Regions from separate parts of the Lactuca sativa genome. Here region 1 is linked to region 2. The links are chromatin contacts, called in public Hi-C maps. All regions are on one chromosome and are shown on one strand. Each heading gives the region's core, a stretch centred on a gene start, on an enhancer-like site or on the middle of the called end of the contact. The rest is flanking DNA. Distances are from core to core; before and after follow the strand shown.

Region 1 (4,678 bases), core at 801-3,300, 320 kb before region 2:
CATGACAACAAGCTATCTAGGATAGGATGGTAAAAGAATCTATTCATTGTACCGCCAAATCTATCTATATACATTAATCGTATTATTAGCCACATCAGGATCCATTTGCTAATGGTTTAAGTCATAATCTCATTGCTTCATCAATTGGGAATTGCCCATATTCGACAAAACTTTTACCCATTGACATGATGTTGATTTTATTGGAACTTGGAAGGTATGCAGAATAATAAAAAGGCTCTCTTCATACATAATTAAATAATTAATTGCATCTTCTATAGCATATTTTATGCATGAAATGAAATGATACACATTATATGATTGGCTTTGTACAGTATTTGTATTTGATGTACACCGGACACAAAATGATATGAATACCACAAATACTATAATTTTTTGTCACATCAAAAAAGTAAGAACAAAATATCTGACCTGTACAAAAAGAAAAAGATATGAATAACCCTAAAAACTTGGTTATTAATGGGTAATTCTATACCAAAACAATTACACGACTCGTTATTAATACTACCCAGTCTAATCTAATCATCCGATCCGGTGTAACAAAAACAGTGTTATTGAACCCATTGAGATATCATATCCTCATCATCTTTAACATATACATCAAATCATCATTACATCCTGTGGTCTAATTCACAAATTGTACCAAAATTGATACAAAAATAGAACATACTACTAGCTCTCATCTAGTGTGCCATACCTGCTGTAAAATGGTTCAAGATCTTCATAGACACTTAAACAAAAAACCCCAAGTAAATGGGCATGAGAGCAACAGCAGGTGCCAGATGGTTACCATTGTTGCTCCGCTCTGACTTTGGTGGCTTGGGGATCGGTTGTTTGGAGGCGGAAGTTGGTGGTGGTGGTGGAGGAGGAGACCGGAGAGTGGGTGATGAAGGGGGTGAGCGACGGGCAGTAGAACCTGCAATAATGTCGTGCTTTATGTTAACAAAATTGAAATTGATGACAACAAGATCCATGAAAGAATGGGAAGAAGATTTGGGAGATAAAATTGTCAATAGAAACCTGAACGGGGTTTTCTTGTGATGCTGATCAGAGGAGGTAGAGTTGTTGAACCTGAATCAAGAGAACACAAAATTATGGAACTGAAATTCACAAACACGAAATTGAAACAAAATGAACACCCAAATTGCAAGAAGAGGATCCAGACATGAAATAAACTATTTTGTTGTATTTGATCTTGAAAACACGGAATCAATATCTAAATTTCATGTAACGTTTCAAATAGTTGATTCAAAGGATATCATGGTCATTTTCTTTTGTTTCTTTCAGTCATCAAACTACAACATTGATACATGGATATGAATTTGTTCTTAACTCAAAATTTCAGATGAAAAATCCCGCCCTTGCTCCAGTCGATAACTTTCAAAAACCCTAGGTTCGTAATTTCTCAATTGGCTACAGTTTATACTTCGTAAATGCTGATAGAAATTGATTTTGCTATTTCACTGTGACTCGTCGAAACTTTCAGAAAAGAAAAAACGCACAAATAAAACGATGAAGATGAAAGAACAAAAACAGAGTCCGATATACCTGAACAGATCGACTGGAGAGATGTACTAGCATTATTCGCGTGGGAAGCTTGGGTATCATTGTTGAGTAGACATAGATCTGATAAGGAAAGCAGCTTGGAGGCGTTAAGAGGGAAACCGAGGAGCGTGTTCTGACGAACAAGATAACAGAGACATTCGGCTTTGCCGGAAGCAAAGGCTCCGTTGAAGATGTCGCAACATTGGGATGAAGGTTCGTCGGAGAGATCATTTGGCGGGGCGGATATGAAGGGAAGGCAAGGCGAGAAGGAGATGACGGAGTCGGCACAGCCTCCAGGCGGCGGCGAAGATGGAGGCGGCGTTACGTCGCTGGTGGTTATAAGAACAAGCGTCGAAGCGAGTAAGACGGTGACGATTGCGGAAACGTAGTGGACTAGGCTTTCAGTGTTCATGGCTGACGACGGTTATTTCTGTTAGAATCGGGATGACGTGATAATGGAGAGCCAGCGGATTCATCATTTTATTACCGAGTTTTATTTATTTAAAGCACTTGGAACCTTGGGGCTTCGGGCGTGACTCTTTGTTTTGCCACAATTTTCTCACTTGTTTAAATTGTTTTCTAAATGGCCCCTCATCTTTCCCATAGTTTTACTCTAGCATCGATCTTTTATAAGTACACAACGGTCACTCGTATTTTGCCATAATTTCTACATTGGCTTTTATCCTTCAAATATGTTAATTTCTTCCCAATTGTTTTGCCTCTCTTGTAGTATATACGCAGGATGACATACAAACTCCTAAGCTTGGTAGAAATGCACGATTTTACTTTTATTTGGATTTTAGATTTGCTAATACTGGATATCCAATTTTTTTTTTGTTTTTTTTTTTCGATTTTATCCTTTTATGTATTTTTGGTTTATTAAAGCTCATACATTTTATAGAAAAATTCGGATTTTTCTTTTTTATGGTTCATAAAAACCTTTAAATTTGGTTTTCTGGTTCATTAAAGCCTTTAAGTAAATGTTCGGTTTTACCGTGTAAATATGCAAAAATGGTAAAATCAAAAAAAAAAAGTTGTAAGTATCCGATATTAGTGAACCTAAAATCCACAAACGGTAATCTATTCATTTTTGTCAAACTAAAAGGCTTTTATGTCATTATTACAAAAGTTGGAAGAATATAAAACCATGTAAAAAAGATTTTATTTTATTTTTAATATTTTTACCCTTGAATAGTTTAGTTAAACCTTTGTTATTTCTCACTTATATGTAAGGTGATGTGTGTGTGTTTTTTCTAAATAAATAAATAAATAAACTTTTTTTAAAAAATTTATGTCTGCAGGTGAGAAGACATTTATGTTTGTATATTCTTGTAAAATGTTTGTCTTTTAAAAGTTTGAAGACCATAAACGTAAAATATTTATGTGCGTCGTCTTCTCTAAAAACACGGACCAAAATCTATATACAACAAAACATTTCCCGCAGACATATTATAGGCCATAAATTAGGATTAAATTCTTTTATATATAATTAAAGATGTTTTATTTCTTTTTCATTTTATATTTTTTTGAACGACTATAACTTAATTGATATATATATATATATATATATATATATATATATATATATATATATATATATATATATATATATATATATATATATATATATATATATATATATATATATATATATATGGGATGACTCCATTAAGATTAATAAAAAATTAGAGATTGTGAGATTAAATATCAGCCAATGGAATTTAACGTCAACTGTTAAATGATTAAGGGGTATAATAGTAAACTTCAAATTAATGTTGAGAAAGCGGACACCTTCCTTCTCTAAAAATCACCATATCGCTAAATCATCGATTTTCAGTATCAGTCACGTAATAATATCATCCAATCTTCAACAACTCATTCAATATAATAAAAAAGATCTTATTTTTACTGAATCTGTTATCAAATTATTCGCAATCTTCAAAGAGAAAAAACAATCGAAACAGAGCATCAGTTCATATCCTCATAAATACGAGATACAAACCTCAAATCGAAAAAACAAGCACCTCGCAATCATAAACAAAGCATTTGAAAATCGAATCAAAATCAATTTTCATAAATGATGTCGCATCCAAAAGAAACTGAGAGTCGATCGCAACTGATACTATTATACATCTCCTAACGACGAACAAATCGATTCAATTTCTTTCACTTCTGAAGAACTTCAAAATACGATTCGTATTGAAGGTACAACTAATTCGTTTTAATACTACAAATTACATGACAGTTTCTACATTTCATTCTGATTCTTTTATTATACAATATAAATTATGAATAATCATATATGATTATACAATACAATATGTGCTTTAATCATATACGGATGAATAATCATATATGACTGTTCATATCTATGATTAATCATATATGTTTTCAAATTGAAATCTATATTAATATTACATTTGGATGAATAATCATATATGATTATGCATCATAAAATAGGATTAATCATATATTAAAAACTACAAATACATATGATTAATCATACACGATTAAACAATATCAAGTATGATTATTTATAAATTGATACCTATAATCATTTATGATTACACATTATATTATATGATCAATCATATAATACAATGTACAAATAAATATGATTTAACATCTAATAATATATTAATATCCAAAATCATATATGATTTTTTATACTAAAATATAAATACATATCGTTAATCACTTATGATTATTACAACATAAAAATATATAATAACATATTTTTCATTCCCTTCTTTTATCAGATGAAAGTTCCAATTCAACAAATTAATCATATTGTAGTAACATAATTGAAGAATCTGAATATAAACCAGATGTCCCTACAGAATTTGTACCAATTATAAACAGTGTTTTCAAATCACTAAATTTGGCAGTAAAAATGTATACTGATTATGTAGAAAATGGAAGGTTTTCATACAAGACTGAGTAGCCAATCAAAATACAATAGCCAAATAATAAAAGAAAAATATGTTATATGCAATACGGGTGACAAGGATAAACCAAAACCTTGTGATACATTGGCTACAAGTTCTGTCAAGAGGAAACCAAATTCAAACAAGATAATTACTGGGTGTACAACAAATATTATATTTGAAAATGT
Region 2 (5,022 bases), core at 1,959-4,458:
GAGAATAATACCTCAATACAGCCTCTATGAACTCAAAACCACCAAAATTGCACCTCCTTCAGCCCCCTCTTGCCTTGACCACTTCCCTTCTTGCAAAAACACCCACAAAATGATCAAGAATGGCCTCTCTTTCCTCACAAATGCTCTAGATCTCTTAGGGTTTCTCTCTGGGGGTTGATGGCCGCAAATGACGGCCATAAGGGCCTTTAAATATGTCCCAAACCCTGGAAATTAGGGTTTCATTAAACAGCATGGACTCGCCGAGTCCACCCTTGGACTCGCCGAGTCCAGACGCGAACCCGTGTGAACATCCGCGATCCTACTCGGCGAGTTTAGACCCCAAATCACCGAGTCTCCTCACAACACCCAAAAATAAAAGGAATAAAATAATACCTGGGAATCCGGATGTTACATCTCAATATGAGGAAAAGTACTCTTAGGTCTCAATCAAAGGTAGAATAGTCCAGTTTCAAAACTGTCTACAAAGGGGACACAATAAAAAAATCCTGCAAGAATCCTATTGTGGTGCCTAAAACTCAACCTAAAAAGAAAATTAGGAGGCCTAGGTTGTAACTTGATTTATTGAATTGGTCAGGAACTACAAGAGGTGGTAGAAATGGTGGTGGAAGGGGTGGTAGGAATGGTAGTGACAGGGGTCGTAGAGTTGGTAGGGGTGGTAGATTTGGTGGTAGCAGGGTTTGTAGGGTTGCTGGTAGGGGAGATGGAGTCCCTCATGAGATACTCCCAAATAAAGTCCCAAATACGGAGAATGAACAATGTGATGCTGTTGTGGAGAATGTAGATTCTCATGCTAATATGGAGAATGAAGAACCTAATGCTAATGTGGAGCATGCAGATTCTCATGCTAATGTGGAGAATGCAAATTCTGAGGAGAATGCATAATCTAAGGATGAAATAACTAATTTAAAGTGGAGAATCTACAATCTCAGAGCCTCAATTTACAATACTAAAGAAATCATGGGATGACTTGGTTTAACTGAAGAGGATTTGACTGAGTATGAATGGGTGAGACAAGAATCTGTGGAGATTGACAAGTCTCAGATTTGTTTTTCTATCATATATAGTAACATACTTCTCTTGACATTTAATTTATGTATTGTTGTTGTTATAGGATGGGGATGTTAGTGTTGATACTCAAGAATTTACACTTAAGAATGTTATTATTGAAGATGAAGTAAATGATGAAGCACTCCCTGAAGATGCAGGCCCTAAAGAAGCACTCCCTAAAGATGCAGACCCAGAAGATGCAGGCCCTAAAGAAGCACTCCCTAAAGATGTAGGCCATGAAGATGCAAAAGAGGCAGTCCATGAAAATGTAGTCCATGATGAAGCACTCCCTAATGATGTAGTAGTCCTTAAATCACATGATGATGAAGGCATACATTGGTCACAATATGAGAATGGAGTGAGAAAGAGGAAGCCTTTATAAAGGATAACATAAATAAAGTTAAAGAAGTGTGTGGTTACCAAGGATGGGAAAAAGGATGTCTTTAAACAAGCCAGTCAATCTAGATTAGGGTGTTGTTAAACCCTTCTTTTGTTAAAACATGTACAATCTTTAACCAAGGGTAGATGTTGTTAGCCCCTTTTGTGTATAGCCCATCTTGTACAAACTTTGGCTTAGGGTATAACTTACATACAATTTGGTTTATATTAGTACATGTTGATGGTTAATTATGCTTATATTAGTCATGGTAAATTTGTTGAGTGATGTTGCTTATATTGCTTAGGTTAGTACATGTTAATGGATGATTCCAATCATGGTTGATTTATATCATGGTTGATGCCAGTCATAGGTGATTCATGTCATGGTTGATTTCACTGTTACATGATTCTTTTCATTGTTCATTCCATTTGTTATTGATTCCAATCAAATTTTTGATGATCCCAACAATTCTTGATCCCAATCTTTATTGATTTGAAGCATTGTTCATTATAGTAATGGTTGATTCCAATATTACATGATTCTTGTCATTGTTCATTCCATTTGTTATTGATTTCAGTCAATATTTGATGATTCCAACAAATCTTGATTCCATATCTTTATTGATTCCACTCAATGTTCATTCCATTTGTAATTGATTCCGGTCATTGTTTATTTTATAATAAGATGACACAACTCCACTTTAATTACATAAACTTCTAACTTCATTTCATAATAAGATGATACATTACATAGGATTCATACATCAAAATAAGCAAGCTAAAAACAACCACAATGACACTACCCTTAACATCCTTAGTCCTAACCAAAGCACATTACTACCACCTTGACAAAGGCATGCTGTCAATATTTCAATACAACCAAGCCAAACACAATAGCAAACCAAAAAGACATAAAAAGTCATGGATTTCCATCTTCCACCTTGATTCCCTTGTTGAATGGCCAATTCTTCCACTTGTAGTTGTGGAGGTTGTTCCATCAAGTTTCCAAACAGGTTCTCCACTGGTTGTTCTGAAAAGTTTTCAAATATTATAAGGTTCTCCACATGAACATTGTAGATGAGGGTTGCATACCCTTAGCAAGGTAGATGAGGATCGACCTAACGAAAATACTTGCAGTATTTGAGTTCATCTTGGAATTTGAGGCAACCGATGAACCTTCTTCCTATGTTTAAGGGAGTCAAAGATGCCCATCTTCCTACATGATCACCACAATAACACCTAGTTCTCAATTGGTTTGCTCTTTGGCTTGACACATATGATGTACACGACATCAATGAGTTTTAGGGCAAGAATGAAGAGGGTTGCGATCTATAAAAGGATCTCCTTTTTAATTCCAACCTCATTTAATGAGTCAACAACCACCTCATCAATGCCTAGACACATCAACATACGCAACCGGCTAAACGTGGGTGACTGGATGAGAAGGACCGATATGTTTAATTTATCCGGTTTCCTAAGTTATTTTGTTTATAAAATATTAGGGACTAAATTGAATATTTGTTCACAAGTTTAGATTTTTATGATAAAAATCCAAACTCCAAATGTAATAATGTATGGATAAGTAGCGTAAAGATGATGATCATGTGCGAGCAGCGAGCCTTTGGAACTTTAAAGGGAAAGACATCACGCGGTCACTACAATAATTGAACCGACTGTTTCAACACGTACGGTCGGTTCACTACGGTTTCCTTATCCTACGCACCCCCATCACAACCTTTACCTTTTTTGGTCCCACTACCTCAGCCGCCACGTCATCTTCCGTCAATCTGCCTTTATCATTCTCTCTCTCTCTAGAATTCTAGGGCTTCTTTCTTCTTTCTCCTTCTTCTGTTCTTCTCCTCCTCCATGCCGTAGTAATCTTTGATACCAGATTCGAGATATGGGTTCAATTTCGATACCCGATCCCGGTGAATCAACTCAGGCACCAAGCTTCGATGAATTCCAACGACAGACATCACTTATGACCAGCTGCACTCTTCTCTGGAAAGAGCTCTCAGATCACTTCACGTCGCTCGAGCAAAGCCTCCTAAAGAAATCAGATGCAATTAAGGACAAGATCAAGACCCTAGACACCGAAACGAAAGCGTCTCTGAGTTCTCTGGAGGAGCGCGAAACTACGATCGAAAACTCCGTCTCCATCGCTCTACGAAAAGTTGAAGCTGCCGTGCAAGCCGCAGCGGCTGCAGTCGGAACCAGTAAATGCGATGATGGCGAAGATAATCCAGAAGTTGACGATTCCGAGGGTTTGCTTTTGAGGTTGAAATCGTATTGTGTGAAGATGGATTCGTTAGGGTTTTGGGGGTTTGTAGCTAGTAAGAAGAAGGAAATGGAGTTGATGCGGGCTCAAATTCCGTCGGCTTTAGCGGAGTGCGCAGATCCAGCTAGGTTTGTGTTGGAGGCAATTTCGGAGGTTTTTCCGGTGGACAAGAGGGCTTTGTGCGTGAATGATTTAAGTTGGGCTTGTGTTTTGATACTTGAGAGTTTGATTCCGGTGATGGTTGATCCGATTCTGGGGAAGTCGAGGGTTTTGGTGACGCCGAGTGTGAAGAAGAGCGCCAAAGAGATTGCTGAGAAGTGGAAGGAGAGTTTAGACCAGCGCGGTGGCATCGAGAACGTTAAGGCTCCTGATGTCCATACCTTCTTCCAGCATCTGGTGACTTTTGGAATTGTGAAAAATGAGGATCTTGATTTGTATAGGAAGCTTGTTGTTGGTTCAGCATGGCGTAAGCAGATGCCTAAGCTCGCTGTTTCCCTTGGCCTTGCTGATAAAATGCCTGGTATATATATATATTCTTCATTTCCCTGCGTTTTGCACTCAATTTCTATGTTTTTCTCATTAATTTTGGTCGTTGGAAAGATTATGAATTATCACAGTTATATGCTACCATCCATAATGCATCTTTAAATGTTCTGCTAGCATCTGTAATGAATGATCACAATTCACAATTATTATGAGCTAGCATCTGTACCTTGTTCCAGTTTTTTGATATTTGAACTTTAGAGCTTTATAGTATAGAATTTACCTGAAATTCAATGTCGGCCTTTAAAACTTTAGAATTTATCAGTAATTAACGAATTATTAAATCTTTTGTTAAGGGGTTTCTTTTTCTTGATTTATTGAATCCCAGTACAATACGTTAGTTTTGTGGGTTTAAATCTTTACGCAATTATTGTGATGCAGATATGATTGAAGAACTAATCAGCAAGGGACAACAGGTTGATGCTGTGCATTTCACTCACGAAGTTGGTCTTGTAGACAGGTTTCCCCCTGTTTGTTTGCTAAAAGCTTTTCTAAAGGATGCTAAAAAGGCCGCAACATCTATTCTTGAAGATCCCAACAATTCCAGCCGTGCTGTGGTATCTTGTTTCATTTTCTTAACCAAATTAACCCTCTTTATATGTATGTAAGTAATATTTCTAATTATTTAGTTGATGATCCTTGTCCTGTTTTGTTTTTACTCAGCATTTAGCTGCACGAAAAGAGCAATCTGCACTCAAAGCAGTCATCAAATGCATTGAAGAATACAAACTCGAGGCCGAGTTCCCTCCCGAGAA

The links. A called contact is a pair of places that touch in the nucleus more often than the background predicts.
Region 1: a Hi-C map of leaf shows a contact between it and region 2, with 7 times the contacts expected there. The contact joins the promoter of LOC111907062 here to the promoter of LOC111902147 in region 2. A contact is called at or near these places in 3 of 4 Hi-C or Micro-C datasets (leaf and seed).

The regions. Positions count from the first base shown.
Region 1 is chr9:141,106,938-141,111,615 of Lsat_Salinas_v11, reverse strand. It overlaps LOC111907062 (non-specific lipid transfer protein GPI-anchored 25), which reads right to left and starts at 2,050. Exons shown (of 3, transcript XM_023902851.2): 1 at 1,567-2,050; 2 at 1,039-1,089; 3 at 319-934. The coding sequence starts at 1,975. The coding sequence ends at 750. It overlaps LOC111907066 (protein FAR1-RELATED SEQUENCE 5-like), which reads left to right and starts at 4,479. Exons shown (of 6, transcript XM_052767801.1): 1 at 4,479-4,678. The coding sequence starts at 4,479.
Region 2 is chr9:140,785,012-140,790,033 of Lsat_Salinas_v11, reverse strand. LOC111902147 (FRIGIDA-like protein 4a) reads left to right here and starts at 3,208. Exons shown (of 3, transcript XM_052767918.1): 1 at 3,208-4,244; 2 at 4,649-4,824; 3 at 4,931-5,022. The coding sequence starts at 3,347.